Regions from separate parts of the Ovis aries genome. Here regions 1 and 2 are each linked to region 3. A link is a contact called in public Hi-C data. All regions are on one chromosome and are shown on one strand. The core of a region is the stretch at or near the end of the contact, and the rest is flanking DNA. Distances in the headings are between cores, read along the strand shown. Region 1 holds the start of RAD9B (RAD9 checkpoint clamp component B). Region 2 holds the start of ARPC3 (actin related protein 2/3 complex subunit 3). Region 3 holds the start of CCDC63 (coiled-coil domain containing 63).

The links. Hi-C and Micro-C count contacts between places; a contact is called where the count stands out from the background.
Region 1: a Hi-C map of liver shows a contact between it and region 3, with 5 times the contacts expected there. The contact joins the promoter of RAD9B here to the promoter of CCDC63 in region 3. A contact is called at or near these places in 7 of 16 Hi-C or Micro-C datasets (blood, hypothalamus, liver and 2 more).
Region 2: a Hi-C map of liver shows a contact between it and region 3, with 3 times the contacts expected there. The contact joins the promoter of ARPC3 here to the promoter of CCDC63 in region 3. A contact is called at or near these places in 2 of 16 Hi-C or Micro-C datasets (hypothalamus and liver).

The regions. Positions count from the first base shown.
Region 1 is chr17:54,406,275-54,409,041 of ARS-UI_Ramb_v3.0, reverse strand. It overlaps RAD9B (RAD9 checkpoint clamp component B), which reads right to left and starts at 1,256. Exons shown (of 11, transcript XM_042234597.2): 1 at 1,207-1,256. The coding sequence starts at 1,243. It overlaps VPS29 (VPS29 retromer complex component), which reads left to right and starts at 1,461. Exons shown (of 5, transcript XM_027956502.2): 1 at 1,461-1,533. The coding sequence starts at 1,531.
Region 2 is chr17:54,365,850-54,368,713 of ARS-UI_Ramb_v3.0, reverse strand. It overlaps ARPC3 (actin related protein 2/3 complex subunit 3), which reads left to right and starts at 1,592. Exons shown (of 8, transcript XM_042234601.1): 1 at 1,592-1,689. GPN3 (GPN-loop GTPase 3) reads left to right here. Exons shown (of 8, transcript XM_042234600.2): 8 at 963-1,599. The coding sequence ends at 989.
Region 3 is chr17:54,704,665-54,707,406 of ARS-UI_Ramb_v3.0, reverse strand. It overlaps CCDC63 (coiled-coil domain containing 63), which reads right to left and starts at 1,488. Exons shown (of 10, transcript XM_027980253.3): 1 at 1,307-1,488. The coding sequence starts at 1,365.

The DNA.
Region 1 (2,767 bases), core at 7-2,506, 300 kb after region 3:
AAAATCATATTACGCTTAAGAATCAGAGTTGGGAGCATCATACTATGATTGGTCCAGTGGTTAGGAGTCTGCACTAAGATCCCACAAGCCACATGGCATACTAAGAAAGAGAGCGGGGGAATACAATCAGAGCTGGAGGTGTGGGCCTCAAACTGAGAACACAGGATGACTAGGGAAAAAAAAGAAAGTGGCCCTTTTTTAACACTTCACATTCACCACATTTTCCTGGAGCTAGCTAATGAAGACCTTTTGTTCATTCAGTTAATATTCACTGAGCGCCTAGCAGATTCCAAGAGTATAAGCCAAGGCAATGGGGGATATAGCAATGAACAAGACAGGTTTACAGTTCCCACCCTCACAGTGCTTAGGTTCTGGAGGAAAAACAAAATTAAAGAATCATACAAATTATCACTTATTGAGAACTAAAGTACACACTGCAAAAGAGAACTTTCTAGAACTCTGAAAACATGCAACAATGGGGATCTTTTTCTTTCCTGATCATTAATACTGATCCATAGATGCCCTCAACATAGCAGGAGCCAGCTGGGACACAAGATGCCTTTCAATGATCATTTTCAGATTATGATCTGTAGAAAACCATTACTTTTCGAAACAGAGACTTTCTGGAGTAACTTACATGTTTAAAGTACCATTTATAATAAGGATTAGTTCTTTTACATTACCATTTGTTACTGAGCTCTTTACCTGCATTTCATTCCTACAATACTATAATAAAGATGCTGTTATTATTCTCATTTCACAGATGAGGAAACTGAGCCCTGAAGGGATTCAATGGCTTGTCCCAGGTCCTACTTTTAAAAATGGTAGAATTTGGAATGAAAACGAGGTTTATGCTTTTCTCATCGCGCTAAAATACTTTTAACTGTCCAAGCGTTATTTTTCCCAAGTTCCCACACAGTCCTTATCACCCCGAGTTTGAGGCCTACCCTTCCACTACCTTGTCCCGGTGGTGCAACTTCATTTAATGGACACCAATGAATATAAATAATACGCATAAATAAAAGCAGATGAGCCTTCATTTGCACCTCAGAAGTTAACAGGACCCTGGGTGAGTGGATGCTGCCTATGGCCAGGCCTTCAGTCCCTTAGGCACAAAGGCAAAGGTCAAGAAATGAGACCACGGTGGAAACGTCCCCACGCCCACAAACCCTTTTTTACACAGGAAGGCAAGAAAGGCCTCTGCACCTTTCACCTGACTGCCGCTCATCACGCATTTCAGCATGGCTGCAATTCCTAAAAAGTAACGTCACACGGCACGCCTCAGAGCGAGGGCGCCAGATGTTGCCCGGATGTTGCCCGCGCTTCGAAACTTCGCGATTTTGCCCCCACCCCATTTGCCACAGAACAACTTCGCTTTACGGCGGGGAAGGGCCCGCGCAGGCCTCCGTAGAACGGTCTCTTGCTGACCTCTCTTTTCATTGGTGTTGAACGAGGTGGGCGGGTCGCCGAGAAGCGTGAGGAAGAGAAGGCGGCGGTGATTGTGGTGACTGAGCGGAGCCCAGTGACAGGATGGTGAGTACCGCAGCTGCGACCACGGAGGCCTGCCTCTCGCCTGAGGTTCTGCGTCGTTGGGAGCCGCTGGGAGTCTCTGGGCGAGGGCTTGGGTGATCCTGGAGGCCGTGACGGGCGCGACCGCGGCCTGGGCTGGTGCCTGGGGAAAGGCAAAGGAGGAAAGAGAGCGGCCACCTCTGGGTGCGGCCAGCCTGGGCCTTGCATCCCGGCCCCAGGGGCCAGAGGACGTCCGAAGGCGGAAAGGGCCACTCAGCTGCTGCTTCTGTCACGAGATCCGCACGCCCGAGCCGGGGAAGGCTTTGGGCCTGTGCCTTGGGAGTCCCGGAGAAAGGAGCCACGGGATCCCCTCCGTTTCCAGACGTTTCCTAGCTCTTTTCCCGCAAAAAGCACCTCCCGCTTGTTGGTAACCCACTGGTTACCACCCCCATGTGGCGAAAACTGGCTTCTCGGATGCAAAACGGGAAGAAGCGAGTAGAATTATCTACCTGTTTTAATTTGCTGTCTGGGGAAAGGGAATAAGTCTCCTTTCTCCCCTGAAATAACGTGCAGCTGCCATTGAAATGTGGCGGTGTCCCCTCAAAGGACTGGATTTGGCTTTTCATTTTTTTTTGGCTTTTAAGAATTGCTGGAACTACTTGCTTCTTCAGGAGATTGCGACCCTTTAGAGTAGAATTCCTTAGTAGTTTTCGAACTGATGTTGTGAGTACGTATGTTCTTCTAGTTAAAGGGCCATTATTGGCGGCCAAGAGGAATTTGGGAAGCTTTACCTCATTGTCCATCGGATTGCCCCGGACCGACCCATCACCCCCTCACCCCCAATAAGTCGGTACCCCTACGACCTTCCTACGTGAAAACTTGGGAGCTACTGCTGGAGAGGCCTAATAGCTGTTATCAGATTTTCAAAGTGCCCTTGATTTTCAGAAAAGTTAAGAACGGTTTGAAAAGGAGCTCTGATGATCTTGGTGTTTGTTGATAAAAAGGGACTCCTCTCTGTGATGAACATCCAGTGCGTTTTTAAAATAATCGTGATTCTATAACAAGCAACCTTTAAGGTGCCTTATAAACGTGACATTCGTGATCTGTGGTTCTTTAGTACTTTGTATATGTTAGAGACTCTAATCTCACTTACGATTTTTGCTTCTAAACAGACTCCAGATTAGAGTAGTCCAGTTAACATTAATTTTGAGACATCTTATCCCGGGGAAAAGATGAAATTACCTGACATGATTTAGGT
Region 2 (2,864 bases), core at 343-2,842, 340 kb after region 3:
CTGTCGTTTCATGTCCAGTTCTAACTGTTGCTTACAGTTATGCTAATCTGCATACAGATTTCTCAGGAGGCAGGTCAGGTGGTCTGGTGTTCCCATCTCTTTAAGAATTTTCCACAGTTTGTTGTGATTCACACAGTCAAAGGCTTTGGCGTAGTCAGTAAAGCAGAAGTAGATGTTTTTTTGGAAATCTCTTGCTTTTTCTTTTTTCTGTGGCCCTCGAGTATGCAAAGGGCAAAAACACCCTGATCTAATGTTACTGTCATGTGAGAGAGTCAGAAAAATAAGACACCTTTTCATTTGCCCTCCTCATCCTGCTTGAGCTATACCTCCCTCATTTAGCCTTATGGAGAGTTTGGTGTGTGCTCAGATGGTAAAGAATCTGCCTGCAATTCAGGAGATCTGGGTTCAGGGTTCTCCAGGGAAGAACCCCTGGAGAAGGGCATGGCAACCCACTCCAGTATTCTTGGCCTGGAGAATTCCATGGACAGCAGAGCCTGGTGGGCTACAGTCTATGGAGTCACAAAGAGTTGGACACGACTGAGTGACTAACACACAAGAGGAGGCTTTTTTGATGGGAGCAAAGTAGCCCCACAGTCACCCTCATTAGAGGTTTCCTTGTGTATAATTAGTCTTAAGGGCCCAGTAGATCAGCTCGATCAGGGAAGACTATCTTTACCATCTGAGACCACCAAGGAAGTCTCCTCCTAAAAGGTAAAATTTGGCCAGAAATATAAATGAGAAATCAATTGTGGGAACATGGGACAAAGTAATTCCTTCTGTGGGACTGGCAAAAGAAATGGCCAGAAGCAGCAGTGAACTTGGCTTTTAACCTGAGGTGCTTTCCGGTAAAGATTAAGAATTCCTTAGCTTTTAGTATGTTCCAGGCATGTAAGTTCTAAGCACATTCCATGCAATTCATTTCCTCACAAAACTCAGGTAATCACTGTTATCTCCATTTTCAGATGAGGAAACTGAGGTATGGAGGTTAACTTGCCAAGGTGACACAGCCAATAAATGTTGGAGCTGGATTCAAACCAATTTTTTCTCAACCATTACACAAAGAATCGCAGTACGTAATCACACAAGAGTAGTACACAAATCCCTTCTGTGATCATTTTTTCCTTTTTAAAATCAGTGGACTGAGTTCCTTCTCTTACTCAACACATGTTATTGATGCTTACCTTGTACCGTCCTGTTACAGGTGTAGGGATATAAGCAGTGAACAAAACAGACAGTCCTTGCATTTTTGACGTTCATACGAATGGACAGAGACAAAACCCAAAAGTAAAACATGAATCATAAGAACTGAGGGAAAGGGCAGTGAAGTGGGACTGAATTTAGGATGACCCAGGGAATGCTACTGAAAAGGTGGTCTTGGAGAAAAAACGAAAGAGGTGATATATCTAGGATTCTGTAACCCCGAAATCCACCTCATTCTCGCCCACACTTCACGCAGGCGCGATACTCAGAGCCCCTGCCTAGGGTTCGAGCGCCCCCTGGTGCCCTGTCGGATCCGCGCAGCTGCAGCGGCTAGCCACATACTGCGAGGCCGGAAGCGCGGCGTCCTGCCCTCGCCCTCCCCTTCCGGCTCACTTCCGCCTACCCCGCCCGGGCTGCCAGACCGGAACCGCCGATCTCTACCCAGATTCTCTTCGTTGGGTTTGAAACCGGGGCGCCTCCAAAATGCCGGTAAGTGGGCCAAAGTGGGGGTGTCGGGAGACGGCGGGGATTTGAGAGAGTCGCGAGAAGTCTTGCGTGCGGTGAGAAAAGTAGGCCGAGGAGGGCAGAGAGAAAGCAGGGGCCTGAGAAGGGGAAAGGCCAGAGGAGAGGGACCGGCCTCTGTGGGATTAGGGCGGCCCGGGGATGTCGGCCGGCCGTGGAGGAACAGGGCATGGCAGAGTGGGCCAGAGACCCGGGGCGTGCTGAGGAGACTGCCACAGGTCTGCCCCCTCCTCTCCAAGCTTGATCCTTTTTATCGCTTTTTGCGCCTCTGCCCGTCCCCCCGATTCCAGCGGGGTTCCCAAAGCCTCACTAGAGCCGTGAAGGCAAGGGCTGCCCTTTTAATTTCTCATATCACAGCTAGGGCCCGGCTTCTTTTTTTTTTCCCTGTAGGCCCACTTCCTCCTTTGCCTCTGGAGGCGGGTCCCTTATGCTGCCTGTCGCCTGTCCGACCCCACTTCCCTGACTCCTCCTCCCCTGTCGCCCCGGCAGTGGCTGCCACCCCTGAGCCGCTGGGTTTAGGGCTCTCAGAGCAGGTGCAAGGTCCGCGCCTAGTTTCCACATGTTTGTTTAATGTGCATCAGAGTAGGAGTTAAAATTGATGGTGGTTTGGTTGTTCTTAATTTCTGACAGTCACGGGTAGATTTATCACCATCATGGTCTCCATTTTGCAGATGAGGAAAAAGCATGTTCAGTAACATGTGATGTTTAGCATCTGCTGCATGCCAAAGCACTATTACAGCGGTGAATAAGGCCAACAAGTCCCTATTCTTAAGGAGTCTACATTCTAATGAGGAGACATAATCTGTGAATGTGAATAAAATGGGGGGATTGTTTAAGATAGTGGCAAATGCCATGAAGGTAATAAGACAGCATAGCTAGTGCAGGTGAGACAAGGGGCTGCGTTAGGTGAAGCACATCGGTAATAAAAAGGAGTAAACCATAGTTAAGGTTTGGTGAATCCCATAGCTACCATTTGACTCCTGATGCATGTCAGGCCAACTCTGAGCTACACAGTTTGTATAAATTATTCCCTAATTAATCCTCAGAGTGATTATGAAGTGGATATGTTAGTGGTTTTTCATTTTGCAGAGGAGAAAGTTGAGGCTCAGAGAAGTTAAGTAACTTGCCCAAAGTTGCACACT
Region 3 (2,742 bases), core at 239-2,738:
AATGAGTCAGCTATTCACATCAGGTGGCCAAAGTACTGGAGTTTTAGCTTCAGCATCAGTCCTTCCAATGAATATTCAGGACTGATCTCCTTTAGGATGGACTGGTTGAATCTCCTTGCAGTCCAAGGGACTCTCAAGAGTCTTCTCCAACATCACAGTTCAAAAGCATCAATTCTTTGGCACTCAGCTTTCTTTATAGTCCAACTCTCACTTTCATACATGACCATTGGAAAAACCATAGCCTTGACTAGACGGACGTTTGCTGACAAAGTAACATCTCTGCTTTTCAATATGCTGTCTAGGTTGGTCATAACTTTTCTTCCAAGGAGTAAGCATCTTTGGTCATGTTTTAACAAAATCTCTACATAACAATGATGTTTCCAACAGATGGCAGTAAAGAATCTTGAAAAAAGGGTGCCTTTGTCTAATTCACAGAGTGATCTCATACTGACCAACAGTGGCTCTGAGTAAGCCAAACCTTGGAAAATCTAAAGAACTCCTCTAGCCTCTGAACTCCGCACATCATCTAACAGTCAGATTTTCTTTCTACTAAGAGGCAGTTACTGCCTGTATAAACATTTTAGATGTAGTTAATGAATCACCTTTCCTTGGACGGAATCTAAGAATGCCTGTTTAACGTTTGCTTCTTCAAACCCTGAGAGCACCTTTCTGTTGCCCAGGGAAAACTATGCATAATTTCTCGGGCCACTCAATTTCAAATATTCAGTCTTGAAGATCCCAAAAGGTCACACAAACAGGAAATGCCCTTTGGGGTATCCACTGCCGGGTGCTTTCCCCTTCTCTGGGAACTCCCCACCTTCACTGCTAGAACCGCTGGGGATACCCATAGCTATTTTCCGTCCTATAGTTCAACCCCCAGACCACAGCTAATTGGGCCAGAAGCAGACACCAGACCCAAGCTGAGACAATCAGATTCTCCCTGCCCTGAGAATTCTGGGATGGATTCTCAGAATTCTGGAATTGATTAAGGACAGTCTCTCTGTGTGGCCCTTGGTAGCTCAAGAATTGAAGGAAGCCATCCCACCAGCCACAGATGAGATCAAGAAAAGGAAGAACAAAACCCATGTGATGAAAGAAACAGGAACCAGCAATGGCTTCTAGTTTGGGTCCTTCCCTGAAACATAGGTGCTCTGCTCCCCTTGGGGTCCCCAAGACACCCTGAACTCTGAGAATATATCTCCTTTCCCCACTGAAGCTATCCCAAATGGGTCCATGCCCCAGAGGCCACATCAGAAGGCAAGCCCCATGAAACCAAAACCCCAAATTTTCTCTGACCATCACTTACTGCTGGTTCATGATCTTCTGCTGGGAGCGGAAGTTAAAGGACTTCCGACTGTCCACCATCTTCCGGAACTGCTGCCTCAGCTTCCGAAGCTCCCCCTCAACCAGCTGCCCTTTGGTCTTCTCTGAAGGTTCCTGGGAACTTTCAGGGTCTTTTCTCCTGTGCTTCTTCTGGGTGAGACAGGGTGGGTATTAAGCAACAGGTTAGGTGACTAGAAAAGCCCACATTTCAACTCAAGGGTGGAGGGCAAGAAGGGTGCTTGGGGCAGAGCTAGAGTTGAAAGACCACCCGTGGGTGATGTCAACTGCTTGTGTGTTACATGGAAAACCTGCCCTGGGTTGCTGAGGTGGAGAGGAGGCTGGGCCTCATTATTACATACTGAAGAGGTGGCCTTGCTGTGTGACTTTGGGTGAGTCACTTAACATCTGAGTCTCCAGTCTTTCATCGATAAAATGGGTGCACACAGATTTGCTGTCAAGATTCCATAAGCTAATATGTGTTTAGTGGACAGCACAATGCCTAACCCCACAGTAAACCCTCTCTATATAGGAGCTATTACCCACCATTGGCATCTTGAAGGAATTGTGCTTTTCCTCTCCTCAGACACCGTACCCAAGGGAGGTCAATGCCAGCAAGTGCTCCTCTCTCTCTCTGCAATGCCCTGTCCAGAGTGGCAAAACAAAGAAAACTTGTGAGCCACCCCTGCTGGTGGGGCCGGACCCAGCAGAACCCTCTCCCTCCTCCCACAGTTTGGCACCAGAGGAGGACACGACAGATGGCTGCCCGGGTGTGAGAAGAGGCTTTTTTTTTTAAAGCAATGTTTTCCTGAAACCTGTTCCTCTCACAATTTATTATTAGGAGCCAGGCAGATGGTTCTGGCATGTTGGTACCCTCTTGCTCCCTGTGTTCCCAAAGAAGAGGGGCAAAATGGCATCAAGGCAGTGTGTCCTCTGATGGGGTTACATTGAAATTCACCCAGCTTCAGCTGTTGAGGATAACCTCCCCTCACTTTTAAAAGCAGGAGCCAGTGGTACTGAGAGGCATTAGGTATTCAGAGGCGGGAACAATGCTAACCCTATGAACCCCATGGGGCTGTAAGATCCACTGCACCCCAACTTCCAGACTTCAGGAACTAAATTCCTAAACTAGAAACTCTGAGCTCCGCCACCCGCTGAAGGGTCCCACGGTGCAGTGGTTTAAAGCATTGCTGTATCAACCATCAAATCTCAGCAAAAATTCCCTCCTTGGCCACTTGTTAACTTTGGACAAGTCATTTCAGGTTTCTGGGCCTTGGTTTCCTCATCTGGAAAACAGGAGAAATTCTAGAAGCCATTTCAGGTTGTTCAGCATGCAAGGCACTAAACCAGGCACAAAGTAAGAACGCAGTAAATGGTATGATGTGGGTCTTTTCATATGATGACAGTTCAGCATAAAAAATA